Linked DNA regions of Mus musculus: region 1 is linked to region 2. A link is a contact called in public Hi-C data. All regions are on one chromosome and are shown on one strand. The core of a region is the stretch at or near the end of the contact, and the rest is flanking DNA. Distances in the headings are between cores, read along the strand shown.

The links. Hi-C and Micro-C count contacts between places; a contact is called where the count stands out from the background.
Region 1: a contact with region 2 is called in a Hi-C map of bone marrow-derived macrophages, with 57 read pairs. The contact joins the enhancer-like site here to the promoter of Map1s in region 2. A contact is called at or near these places in 4 of 39 promoter capture datasets (the 3T3-L1 cell line, embryonic stem cells, macrophages and 1 more), 7 of 15 datasets of contacts at CTCF or cohesin (CD8 T cells, the NIH/3T3 cell line, embryonic stem cells and 3 more), 43 of 484 Hi-C or Micro-C datasets (8-cell embryo, the Ba/F3 cell line, the C2C12 cell line and 27 more), 21 of 115 datasets of contacts at active chromatin or transcription factors (the 230-238 cell line, CD8 T cells, the HPC-7 cell line and 12 more) and 5 of 9 other capture datasets (adipose tissue, embryonic stem cells, liver and 2 more).

What each region holds. Positions count from the first base shown.
Region 1 is chr8:70,938,127-70,944,735 of GRCm38.p6, reverse strand. No RefSeq gene overlaps it. Among named protein-coding and RNA genes, the nearest start is that of Gm10654, 10 kb to the right of the region's middle. Within about 2 kb of position 1,340, at least 6 of the 459 cell types and tissues checked have an H3K27ac peak or open chromatin away from gene starts, as enhancers often do. A contact at or near this core is called in acute myeloid leukemia and bone marrow-derived macrophages, where this site is marked.
Region 2 is chr8:70,901,016-70,907,576 of GRCm38.p6, reverse strand. Map1s (microtubule-associated protein 1S) reads right to left here and starts at 1,603. Exons shown (of 7, transcript NM_173013.3): 1 at 1,450-1,603. The coding sequence starts at 1,573.

The DNA of each region.
Region 1 (6,609 bases), core at 91-2,590, 37 kb before region 2:
ACTACTTAGAAATTAATAACAAATATCTGGAAAGTAAACTTATAGTGTTTACAAAAAGAACAAATTGGATTCTTCCATGCATTGTAAAGAGAACACCAATTCCAGAGGCACCAACATTTTATACTGATGCAAACAAGATGGGAATGGCAGGTTATGAGTCAGATAAAATAAGCAAGGTGATCAAAAGTCAGTATACATTGGCTCAAAAGTCAGAACTGTATGCAATCCTTATGGTATTATTAAACTATCTTGAATCTCTTAATTATTGATTCTTTATATGTAGAAAGAGTTGTTTTACGTATAGAAACTGCTGATTTTGTTCCTGATAACTCAGAATTAACTTTGTTACTTAGACAATTGCAACAGGCCATGAGAAGTGGAAACTATGCATTGTATATTACTCATATTTGGTCTCATACAGGTTTACCAGGTCCAATGGTGCAAGATAACAAGGAAGTTAACCAATTACTAATAGGTGATGTGTTCAAAGCCTCAAAATTTCATGAGAAACATGTTAATGGGAAAAGTTTAAAGAAAACATTTCTATCACTTGACAACAGGCATAGAAATAGTAAAAAAAGAAGAAAAAGGTGTGTCTTACATGTTCACTATATAACTAAACTCCATTACCTGCTAGGGTAGTAACCCTAGGGGTACCAAAAGAAATGACATCTGGCCGGGTATGGTGGTGCACGCCTTTAATCCCAGCACTCGGGAGGCAGAGGCAGTCGGATTTCTGAGTTCGAGGCCAGCCTGGTCTACAGAGTGAGTTCCAGGACAGCCAGGGCTACACAGAGAAACCCTGTCTCGAAAAAAAAAAAAAAAGAAAGAAAAGAAAAGAAATGACATCTGGTAGATGAATGTGTTCCATCTTGCAGAATTTGGAAAACAAAAGTATATACAGCATACCATTGACATGTACTCAGGGTTTCAATGGCCAACTGCTTTAAGTTCTGAGAAGGCTGACTGTGTAATTACACACTTCCTGGAAATAATGGCAACTATGGGGAGATCTACACAACTTAAAACTGACAATGCTCCCACATATGTGTCCAATAAAATGAAGCAATTCTTTGCATATTATAATATAAAGCATGTTACTGGTATACCACACAATCCCACAGGACAAGCAATTATAGAAAGAGACAATCATACCTTCAAAGAGATACTTATTAAACAAAAAGGGAGAATGAAAATCCCCAGGCACAGACTAAATAATGCATTATTAACACTCAATTTTCTTAATGTTGGGGAAAAAGGAACAGCAGCAGCTGAGAGACACTGGGTTATGGAAAAAAAACGAGGAACTAAGCCAACCAATATATTATAAGGATGTGTTGACATTAGAATGGAAACCTGCAATAGCTTTAAGAAAGGGAAGTGGTTTTGTCTACAATATTGTTATGCATCTACAGGGAATGAAAAAATATGGTTACCAATAAAACTTATAAAGATTAGATCTGATCAGGGAAGGCCTCTTATCAGCTGAGACATGGATGTCTTCACAAAGTCAATACCCAGATGGTTCACCTCATAGACTGTCTCAGACAGAGACTAGACAGAAAACACAGAGACAGAACACAAAAAGACACACTAGCTTTCCTGGACTCTGGCCAATATCCCAATTTTCATAGGGTATCCAAAAGATATCTTTGCCTCCAGACAAATAATTTTAAGAACATGACTCCTCTATTTCCAAAAGGTGGGATGGATGGTTTTGGTCATTTGATATGTTATGGATATTATCTTCTAGGGTGGCTGGTTGTTATTGTTTATGACCAGGGTGGAAGCAAATTAAAGTATAAATCAGGGAATTCTCTGTTTTTCTTTTTCTCTTATCTTTCTCTCTTATCTAATGATGGGGGAAGGAGGGGAAATAGCAATAATAATAACAAAAAATGAATGAATAATAATAAAATTTTAATAAAAATAGAATCTACTAGTCTTAAATATTTTACTTTTGCATGGATTAATGTATATTGGTAGAAATTTGGGGTTATTTTCTTCAACTATTATAATTGATAGAAATTTTTTTGTATCTTGATAGAAATTTAAGGTTGTTTTGTTTAGCTATTGTTTAATGATAGAAATTTAAAGTTGTTCTGTTTGACTATTGTTTGATATATTTTGCATAAGCAATTTATTTAAAATATGATATAAAATTCAAGTTTTATGGTTCTCATAATTCTATTGTGTGTAAATTATTAATGTTACAGAAAAGACTTTTTTTAAAAAAAAAAACAGAAAAGGGGATATGAAATGGAAGTTCCTGGTTTCTTTAAAAACTCAGCTATATCACCTGATGTTTTTCTGGAAACTGTCTTGTGATAGGGTGGGTGATATGTTGCTGAAAACAGACACTTGAGAGGGTACATGATGTTCAGGAAGAATTTAAATAGATCCCAACAGATAGTGAGAGGACACTCTTGCACTGCTACACCGAGCAATCCTTCACAGCAGTATTCCAGGCGATTCTGCCTGCTTCTGCTGACTCGTGCTGATTCGGAGGAGATTTGTGGTTTCTGCTGGATCGTGTCACCGCTACAAAGTCATGTTGGTGTTTGCTATTGCACTGGACTTCTGGTATCCTGACAATGCAGAGTCGAATCGCCCAGAGGAACTACCTCTAAACTGGTTCACAACCCCTTTTTCCTATTTACCTTCTTTCTCTCCTTCTTCTGGTCAGTGAGCTAGAAGAGAGGTTAAAGCATCTAAGAACCCTAAACAAAGTAGGTTTTGAAAAAGCTAAACCTACACTTTGGTGGCAATACTTTGATATTCAGTGAAAGATAACATATGAGAGGAAGTCAAAGAATCAAAAAAAATTTCACAGTGATGATATTATGGCTTCAGTAAAGAATTAAGAAACTTGTATCAAAGCCTTTGTTGTAGGGCTCATGAGCACACAGTGAAGATTCTGTTGGCTGTGACAGCTGTGATGGTAGAAGGCAGTCATCACTTCCTACAAGCAGCCTGGCTCTGTTTCACTTGTCAGACACCAGAAGCTGAGCTTGGCGCCATGGTGCTCAGTCCAAGCCAGGTGGTGTATGAATGTAAACTCTTCACTTGAAATCGCAAAGCCCTTGCTGTGAGTGTACACCCCATGTGGAGGTACCTGCAGAGGCCAGAAGAGGGCATCAAGTCCTATGGAGTTAGAGTTACAGGATTTGTGAGTGGCCATTGATACCAGGACCCCAAACCAGATCATCTATAAGAACAGTATACACTCTTTACTGAGCCATTTCTCCAGCCTCTGATCCCCGGATTCTTGAAAAGGCCTGAGAGAGGGGACCAGCCTAAACAGTACCCTAAGAAATAATCATGCAAGGCCAGACACTGAGATTAATGTCCCAAGAAGCCATAGTGGCTCTCCAGGACTACAGTATAGTCCTTGGGGTCTCCCTGGAGACTGGGCCCCCAGGGAAGGGTCACTGCTGAAGCTAAGATTCAAAGGACATTGGAAAGTTCTCATGGTACACTGTGACTTCAGGGCCCTGGAGTGGAGCCGAGAGAATGCTTGGCTATCTGGACATGAACTGCCTGGGTCTTCCAAGCTCTGTTCCTCAGGCAGGGGAGCACAGTGTGTTCAGAAGGTCCCACCTCCTGCACCAGACTAGAAGACAGGGCTGTGCCCACTGTTCTTTAGGCCACAGTGCTTTGTAGGCATAAATATTTTGCAACCTACTTTTAATAAGGGTTCAACCTCTCCTCTAGCCCACCACCCAGCAGAGGTAGTGGAAGAGAAAAGTTATTAGGTTATGAGGGAAGTGGATCTGTTCAGCAATAGTTCTTTGGGGGTGAGCTTGATCTTCTTCGGCAGCAGTTCAGCCCCATAGCAAACACCACATATGACCCAGCAGCTGCAGACCAGTCCTCTCGGCAGGCAGACACCAGGCGGGAAACAGGAGCTATAGTTCAATCCTGAAGAAACCACCAGGCTGGCCAGCCAACCTGCCTGACATGGCAGAAGCAGCAAGCTGCCTTGGGAACCTCACAAGCAGTTCTTGGAAGAGTTTCTCTCAATAGCAGTGAGCTACAAGTTGAGCTCAACAACGCTTTGTAAGGTGAACAAACACATGCGTGTCCTTAGTGAAGAATAGAGGCAGAGCAAACCAGACCAAGGCTCAGCGCTCATCTCCCACTGTCTGTGGAGTCATATTTATACTCCTTCATCATGGGTCCTTTCGTGTCTGCTATATCCAAATATCCTTTCATCTGTGTCTGCTTCAGAAAAATATTCTTTCCCATGTCTGCTTTAGTAATACATCCTTTCATATGTGTTCCCCAACAAAACATTTGCTAGGAACAGCATACCATGACGTGGATGGCGTCTGGAACCCTGAGAAGCAGGAGAGACATCCTTCCAGGGGACCTGCCATCAGAAATAAGGAACTACCTGCAGCAGGCCTGGATAGTGACAGTTCAGAAGCCCTTAGGAGCTCTGTGGAAAAAACTTGTTCCCATTTCTCCTGACCTTAGCCCTGGACACCAGCTGTATAGATTTCATTTGTGGGTGACTGCTTTTCAGTTGGCCTTGGTGTACATAATTATTCTATTATATCTGACTTTCCTATTTCTTTCTCCTTCTGCTCTGGTGAATTCTGTGAAACTAGATGTTCCCTGATGTAATGATTCCTAAACAATCAAAAACTAAAGCATAGGGGCACGGCATGGCACAGCACGGCACGGCACAGTCCTAGTGGCCCAGGAGCGTGCTGTGTGCATCTTGGAAACAATGTAATAACTGCACAATGGTAGTTTCAGATTAATGTTTGACTTGCAAAGAAAGTTTGAAGAAATTATGTCTAGAAACAAATTTAGAAAATGAAGCAGAGTCAATATTGGGATCCTGAGAAATGAAAAAGCTATTGAAGTTATGAAATGAGTTTTGTACATTTGAGAGTGGTTCCTGGTCTCCTTTGGGTATGTATGAATAGCAAGTAAAAATTAGACTCCTAAAAGAAGATATGGAATACATAAAATTAGATATTAGTAAAGCTAAATTAAAACACTGGGCTCTGGAGAGTCGTTGTGTGCAATGTGCAGACACAGAAAGCTAGCAGAACTGCTGAGTTAAGGGTTAACTTGATTCTTTCTGGCCACTGCTTGGCAGCTTTGCCCATGTCATTTATCATTAGAACTTCACAAGAAACCACATGAAGCTGACCTTGGAGCTTTGACCTCTGAAGTATAATAAGTTGAAACTTAAAGTTTAAATAATAAGTTTGCAATTATTATTTTGGCCATGGGCCTGGGACTAGGGGAAGCTTGAAACTTTGGGGAAACAATTGTAATCTTAATTCTTTTTTTTTTTTTTTTAAAGATTTATTTATTTATTATATGTAAGTACATTGTAGCTGTCTTCAGACACACCAGAAGAGGGAGTCAGATCTCGTTACGGATGGTTGTGAGCCACCATGTGGTTGCTGGGATTTGAACTCTGGACCTTCGGAAGAGCAGTCGGGTGCTCTAACCCACTGAGCCATCTCACCAGCCCGTAATCTTAATTCTTAAATCTTTGTAAGATGTGATTATTTTTGAACTTGACACATCTGGTAATGATCATACAATGTCTCTTTTTCTACCTGCTTTTTAGAGTAACAAAAAACTTGTCAGGGTTGGAGAGATGGCTCAGCAGTTGAGAGCACTGACTGCTCTTTCAGAGGTCCTGAGTTCAAATCCCAGAAATCACATGGTAACTCACAACTATCCATAATGAGATCTGATGCCCTCTTCTCGTGTTTCTGAAGACAGCTATAATGTACTTACATATAACAATAATAATCGTTAAAAAAAGAAAAAACTTGGGCAAGTTAGAAGTGAGAGGAGTGGGGTGTGTGTGTGTGTGTGTCTGTGTGTGTGTAGGTGTGTGGGAGTGTGGGGGTGAGAATAGAGTGCACAGGAGAGTACAGAGTGTGCACAGCCTCAAGCTGCAAAGCACACAAAGCAGAGAGAGGGAAAGTACAACTTCAAGCCTTGAGATTTGCACATCAGCTTGTACCCAAATACGCTGCCTGTGTGTTTATTATGTGCCTTCCAGATATCCCTGCTTACAGTTGAGAACCCCAATCCTGTGGCAAGGCCAGACCCTGACAAACATCATTTGACATAATTGACTTTCCAAAACTAGAAGTTTCCACTTCAGTGCTAGGCTTATAACACTAGGGCCACACACTTTTGCTGTCTCTGGCGCTGGAGGCCTCTTCTGCAGAGTGACACCTTCCCTGGAGGTGGCTTTGCATCTTGCACAGCAGCCTTTGGCAGGAAGCATCTTCTGAACCCATGGCTCTGATTTTAGTTGATTGTGGAAATGTATTCCACCAAAGAAACATTTATTGGTATTTGAATTTTGAGCAATACTAAAATTAAAATCCCCAGTGTCGACTTTCCTGCAATCCTGTTCTTCACACAGAAAGTCGTGTGTTCATGGACCAGTCCTACTAACGGATTCAGAGCTGTGATTATGTTGGTAACTGGACACACAGATTAGCTGTTGCTTTTGTAGGGCTGAGGGATGGCTCAGCTGATGTGGTGTTTGTCTAGCACACACGGAGCTCTCTTTGGGTCATGTGGACGAAGGAGGAGCAGAAATGCAGGGTAAGGTTGATG
Region 2 (6,561 bases), core at 354-2,853:
CAGTATATGTGTGTTATTATTAGTAAAGAATCTTTTACCATGTGTCTTTTTATGTGTTTGTTTTAGTAGAAAATCCTCTCTCCTGTGTCTGCTTCAGGGAAATGTTCCTTTACAAGTCTGTCCTTAGCTTTTTATATCTTTATCTATTTTAATGAAACATTCTTTCACATTTGCCCCCAGCAAAACCCCATCCAACTGACTTTCCAAAGTACCCTTAAGTTTCCACCTCATTCAGGTTCTCTGGAAAAAGTTTGCTCTTAATCACTGAGCCACCTCTCCAGCCTCATAAAGTTATTTTTGTTGCTCCTTGATAACTAATTTTACTAGTTACAAACTGTAAATATCTGATATGCAGCCCCTCTCCAGAAGGGTCATGAATCACCGGCTGAGAACTCCTGCTCTAGGCAACTCCTGCTCTAGGCCTTCAGCATCCTCAAGTACCCTGACACCATGGAAGTCTTGCTTGCTTTGAGTCCTCTTCCCCAGCACATCAGCACTTCTCAGAAGACAAGGGACACTGCCTGTCGTTCAGCCCAGCCTGTATGCTGAGGCTGTCCCACTTAGGCCCAAGGACCATGCACCTCGATGGGCATTCTACATTGTTCTGGGGATTTGATTTTTTTTTGAGACATGGTCTCACGTAGTCCATGCTGAATACAACTGCTCTATGAAGTTAAGGACAAGCCCTTTATCTGATGTGCATCTCAAAGGTGCTGAGATGACAAGTGAAGAATGCTGGGGATGAAGCCCATGATCAAGCACTCCAGGCAACTTTAGATCTATCGACTGAATCCCAGCACTTATTTTGAATAGGTTGTCTTGTAGCCCAGACTGGCCTGGAACTTGCAGTGCTCCTCTGGCCTCAGCTCACGACTGCAGGGGTAACAGGCATAGGCATCGCATTCGCTACCCCATTGCAGAGGATGCTGCTGCGCTCGATGCCCCAGTGTGGCAGGTGCGCCTGAGTCAGCTCCCCTCGTGCCAAGCATCCCCGGGGCGGCCGCGCCACCCACGCACCAATTAGCACCCCCGGAAAGCAGGCCCCCGGGCGCCGGGGGAACTTGCCAGCCAGGCGAAGGGAGGGGCCGTGGGAGTGAGGCCGCACACCGCCAGAACCCCGAAGTCGGGGACGCAGCGCCCACCCGGCCGCAGGCCGCTCCCCGAACCCTGTATCCCCGGAATGTGACGCCACATCTAACGTGCCCCACGCGGATCCCAGCCTGCCGCGCCCCACCCAGACCCAGTAACCCGTGTGGCAGAGTTTTGTCCAGGCCGCCGCTAGGCACGTGCGCAACCCTATGCCCGTCTGGATCGTAGGCCACGCCCGGAACGTTGCGTCCAGGGACCCCGCACCCCACCCGGACCCCGGCCCGCCGCGCGCCGGAACCCCCAGCCCCGGACGCCCCGCCCCGCCCCGCTGCCACCGCCCCAAGTCCCCACGGACCCGACCTCGTTCCAACTCCTCCATGACGTAGGCCAGCAGCCCGGGGCAGCCACACTCGCCACCCACCACCAGCAACAGTAGGGAGCTGGGCGCCTCCACAGCCTCCGGCGCCGCCATCACTGCCGCCATCTTCGCACCGCCCCGACGCTCTGAGCGCCCCGCCCCGCTGGCCACGCCCCTTCAGGGAGCTTACCGGAAGCACCGGAGACCCCGGCCGGAAGCGCCCCCTCCTCTCCACCCCTCTGTCAATGCCCGCTAGGCTTTGGGAGCCCGAAGAGGACTGAGACTGGCTGTGTACTAAGATACCGTTATCCCTCCCAAATTTCATCCATTCATTTTTCATTCATTCCCTCATTCATTCTCCCGCTAAGCAACGCTTAGAATCTCTGTCCCCCGAAAACTCATTCCATCACAGGGGTTCTGCACAGAACCAGAGTCGGCTAGGTCCTGCGAGCTTCCTGAGTTAGAACCTGGACAGAAGAGAGCTTGGGGATGTGTAGCTGCTTGCTAGGTGTGTGTGCTGGGCCGGGTCATTTTGGAAGAAAGGACATTTTGGAGGGGTAAAGTCACCAAGCCTATCTGACACCAAGTCAGGTTGTCTCTAGATGACCCTGGGACTGTGATCTTCCTGCCTCCACAGCTTCCCACACGTTGGGACAGTAGACAGCTTGGGATTCACTAGGGCTATGTGTGATGGAGACTGCTTATGTGGCTCCCACTCAGACCTGGAACATTTTCACCCCAAACTTGCATCTTGGTTTATTTGTTTTTCGAAACAGGGTCTTTCTGTGTAGCCCTGGCTGTCTCGGAACTTGCTCTCTAGATCAGGCTGGCCTCAAATTCACAGAGATCTGCCTGCTTCTGCCTCCTGAGTGCTGAATTCAAAGGTGTGCTCCACCACCACCCAGTCCAATCTTACTTCTTTTTTGGCCATTCCATGTTAAGTATTTGAAATGCTGTTCACCCCAAGAAGGACCAGCTGGCTCCCCTCAAGAGTGAGCCTTCTGTCTCTGGAGTAAACAACTAAGCCCAGCCAGGTGCTTCCATTCACAGTCAACCTCCACTACCTAACAAATATGAGTCCAGCCTAGGCTACATCAAGTCATATATCAAAAAGAAACAACAATTTAAAAAGACAAAGATTCATGCCTTTAACCTCATCATCTCTCTAGAGACAGAGGCAAGAGGATCTTTGTGAGTTCAAGGCCAACACTGGTGTACACAGTGTTGACAAGACAGACAGACAGACTTTTAAAATAAATGAAAAACAAGCAAAGGCAATTCAGGACTGGTGTGATGCATCAGGAACCCAAATCAAGCCTGCTGCTGACAGACGTTCTGTAAAGGACTTCCCCAAGCCAACTTCCTCCATCAGTCCGTAGCATCAGCCAAGTCCTCAAGCCATGGTCTGAGCTTCCTGGATACTCTTTTGGCGCCAATATCCTTCCTGAATCCTGACTCCTCCCCCTTAACTGGTCAGCCTGCAGAAGTTGATGGCTTGTGATTTCCTCTGTTGTTATAACGGAAACAGAACTGGGATGGTCCATTCTCTGCCCTCTGGCTAAGATCCAGTGCAGAATGGGCTTGGCAGTGCATCTCCACACCCCTAACTCATCACAGAAGACTGAGTGACCTTGGACAGTCTGTGGCCACCCTGGGCTACATAGGGAGTTCAAAGCTAACCTGGAAAATAGAGCAAGTCCCAGGAAAGACTAGGGTAGTAAAATCAACACAAGCGACTACAGGGATAGCTCAAATCTTAAGAGGTCTTAACTGCTCTTGCAGGGGACTCACATTCCATTCCCAACACCCATAGCACAGGTTCCAACTTCATGGAACTCCTGCTCCAAGGGATTTGACACCCCCTCTGACCTCTATGGATGCTCTCATATGCACAGTCACTCAGACACTAAGAAATCTTTAAAAAAGAAGAGACAGGCATGTTGGCATGCATCTAATTCCAGCACACTGGGGAGGGGGCAGAAGCAGGAAGATGTCTGTATGTGGTTAGCTTTGTCTACGTAGAAAGGGTTTGGCCAGCCAGGGCTGCACGGTGAAATCTTACCACCACATCAGAGCTGGAGCTCTGGTGAAAACCAGCAGGGTCACACTCTCTGGTTCTGCTCTGTGCAGGGGACACAGTGGAGGCTTGAGGGTTCTGCACAATGGAGCCAACAGCACATCCCCCACTTTCCACTCATTCATTTACTCAGTCTTTTCATGCTAATGTTCACAGAGTCCCTCAGGATTTGAACCCAGGAGCCCTTGGCTGACTTGTGAGCTCTCCTGCTGCCTAAGGCTCTACTGTTCTCTTTTTTCCACTTCTATACATTCCACAGTGACCTCAAACTGATGAGTCTCCTGCCTCAGTCTCTCAGCTTTGGGCACAACAGACTGCATGCATACCACTTACATTAGTAGTGAGTGTTAATGTCATTATCTGGTCTCTGGGCCTGGAGCTCCACAGTACATCTCTGCCATGAGTCAGCTGGGGAAAGGGTTTTCATTAGGCTTTGTGGACCTCAAGTTTTGCAAAATACACACACACACACACACACACACACACACACACACACACACAGAGAGAGAGAGAGAGAGAGAGAGAGAGAGAGAGAGAGAGAGAGAGAGAGAGAGAGAAATGTCCTTGAGCTTTTCCTATCCCTACGGTTGGGAGTCAAGGCGTGGGGATTGCAAGTCTCCTGGAGAGAAAGACTCAGTGGTCACTTGGGACTCAGGTCACTTCCTTCACCTCTATCCACACCTAGATCCAGTCAGCTAATGGAGCAGCTGTCTGGTCCCCGTGGAGACAGGGATGGGGGGAGGGGAGGGAGGAAGCTGTGAGCCCTTGAGGCAGTCAGACTTTCTATTCCGCAACACTCCCAAGCTGTTTAGCCAGACATCCCTCTCTGCCTCTGCAGCCAGGCCTGGGGCTCCACATCACCAGCCACCCCTAGCCACATTCCAGCACTTTCCCTGGGGGAGTCTAGGCTGGCACCCTATCCCTGAGTTATAGCTGGTCTTTGCAACTTTGTGGGTTCTTTTTCCCACCCTTTATAGCCCAGTTTCACCCTCAATCACTACATAGGAGAGAAAGAAGGATAAAGGGGAAAGAGATCCCTGTTTCTTCGAGTATAAACCAACAAACCGCAGTCAACCCCCTTGAACAACAACCACCTATCCTATATCTATCATAGTATTTATTAGCTAGCAAAACCACATCTCCGCTAGAGCATGACATAAATCACAGCCAACTGCTGCAGCCAGTGCATAGGAGCCCCCGTATCTGCACACCTGGGGTTAAAATAAAAACACTTTCTTATGTTTCTGCATTTTTCAAGAAACCCAAATTCCAAAATTATCACTGATAGGCCAGGCCCCAGCCCCAGCCCCTCCCGGTGGGATCTTAGCCTGTCACACTTCCCCTGAGGCACAACCCCAGCCCCTCCCTGGGTGAATCTAGGCTGTCACTCTTCCTCTGAACCATGCCCCCAGCCAGTCTTTTTTAGGTAGACATAAAGGAGGCTCCCCTGGAACTTAGAATCTTCCCACCTCCACCTCACAACCATGGGCTGGCAGATGTGGGGCACCAAGCTTAGCCCTGTTGAGCTTTGTGAGCCATTGCCATAGCTCTGACAGCTACCATAGACTTACCGCCAGCCTCCTGCAGCTCCTGGAGTTCCCTGCGGGAGCCCTGGGCCAAGCTCCCTCCAGTTGGCACCAATCCCATGCCTTTCCTTTCTCCCTAACAAGCCAGTCAGACAGCTCCATCCCACCTTTAGCGCTGGCTTCTGTGACAGCATTCCCTCAGGCCAGGTCCTCTTTCCTCTTCCTCCCAACTCCTCTTTATTTCTACACTATCACGTCTGTACTGGTTGATTGCCGAGCCCCTCACACCTGCTGTTCATATCCAGCTGGTACTAAGTGAGGCAGTTACATGCAAATGACCCACAGGAACTGTCAACAATACTCAGTTGGTTTGCTTGTTTTCGGTATTTTGCGGGACGCCTGCTTGTTCATAGCTGTCCTGAAACTCACTATGTGGAGACTGGCCTGCCTCTGCCTCCTGAGTACTGAGACTAAAGGCAGGCTTCACCACCACCCAGTGAGTACTGAGACTAAAGGCTCCACCACCACCCAGCTTTACTTCACTTTCGTTTGTTTTGTTTGATTGTTTGTTTGTTTTTTGTTTTCTTAATGAAATCTTAATGTTTGATAATTCATGAGCATAGGTAACTTTTTAAAGATTTATTTATGGTTTATGTGAGTGTCCTATCTGAATGTTTCCCTGCATGACAGAAGAGGTCATCAGATCCCACTACAGATGGCATTACAGACAGCTGTGAATCACACCATGTGGTTGCTGGAAACTGAACTCAGAACTTCTGGAAAAGTAACCAGTGCTCTTCAAGGCTGAGCCATCTCTCCTGTCCTCTATTCAGGAATTTTTTGACATGTGTAACTGTGTGGAGGCCCTTTCAGAACCTCCATCTGAACTGAGAACATCTGGAACGAGGTGTGTCTTGCTATCAAAGATGGCCTCATTTTGCATTTCTCCTGTCTTAGTCTCCTGAGTGGCTGGTATGTCAAGTGTGTGGGTCCACACTCGGTAAAATAGGCTCTGCATGTGTGTGCTCATGCAACCACTCTTGTGCATGCGACAGAGGACAACTTTTAGAAGTAAGTTCTCTCCAGGCAGTGATGGCACACGCCTTTAATCCCAGCACTTGGGAGGCAGAGGCAGGCAGATTTCCGAGTTCAAGGCCAGCTTCACTCACAGAGTGAGTTCCAGGACAGCCACGGCTATACAGAGAAACCCTGTCTCAAAAAGAAGAAGAAAAGAAGAAGAAAGAAGAAGTAAGAAGAAGAGTTCCCCTCTTCCACAATAGTGGGATCTAGTGCCCTGATTCAGGTCCTCAGGCTTGATGCCAAGTGCCTGTGCCAGCTGAGCCAGCTGAATAGCTTCTTTTCTGTTTCTCTTTTTGTTTTGAGATCACATTTTATGTAGCTCAGGCTGACCTTGAACTCTTGATCTCTCTGGCCTCAGCCTTCCTAATGTTGGGGTGACAAGCAAGTCCCACCATACCCCTCTCCCTTTGCCACTTCCCTCTGTGGGCCTC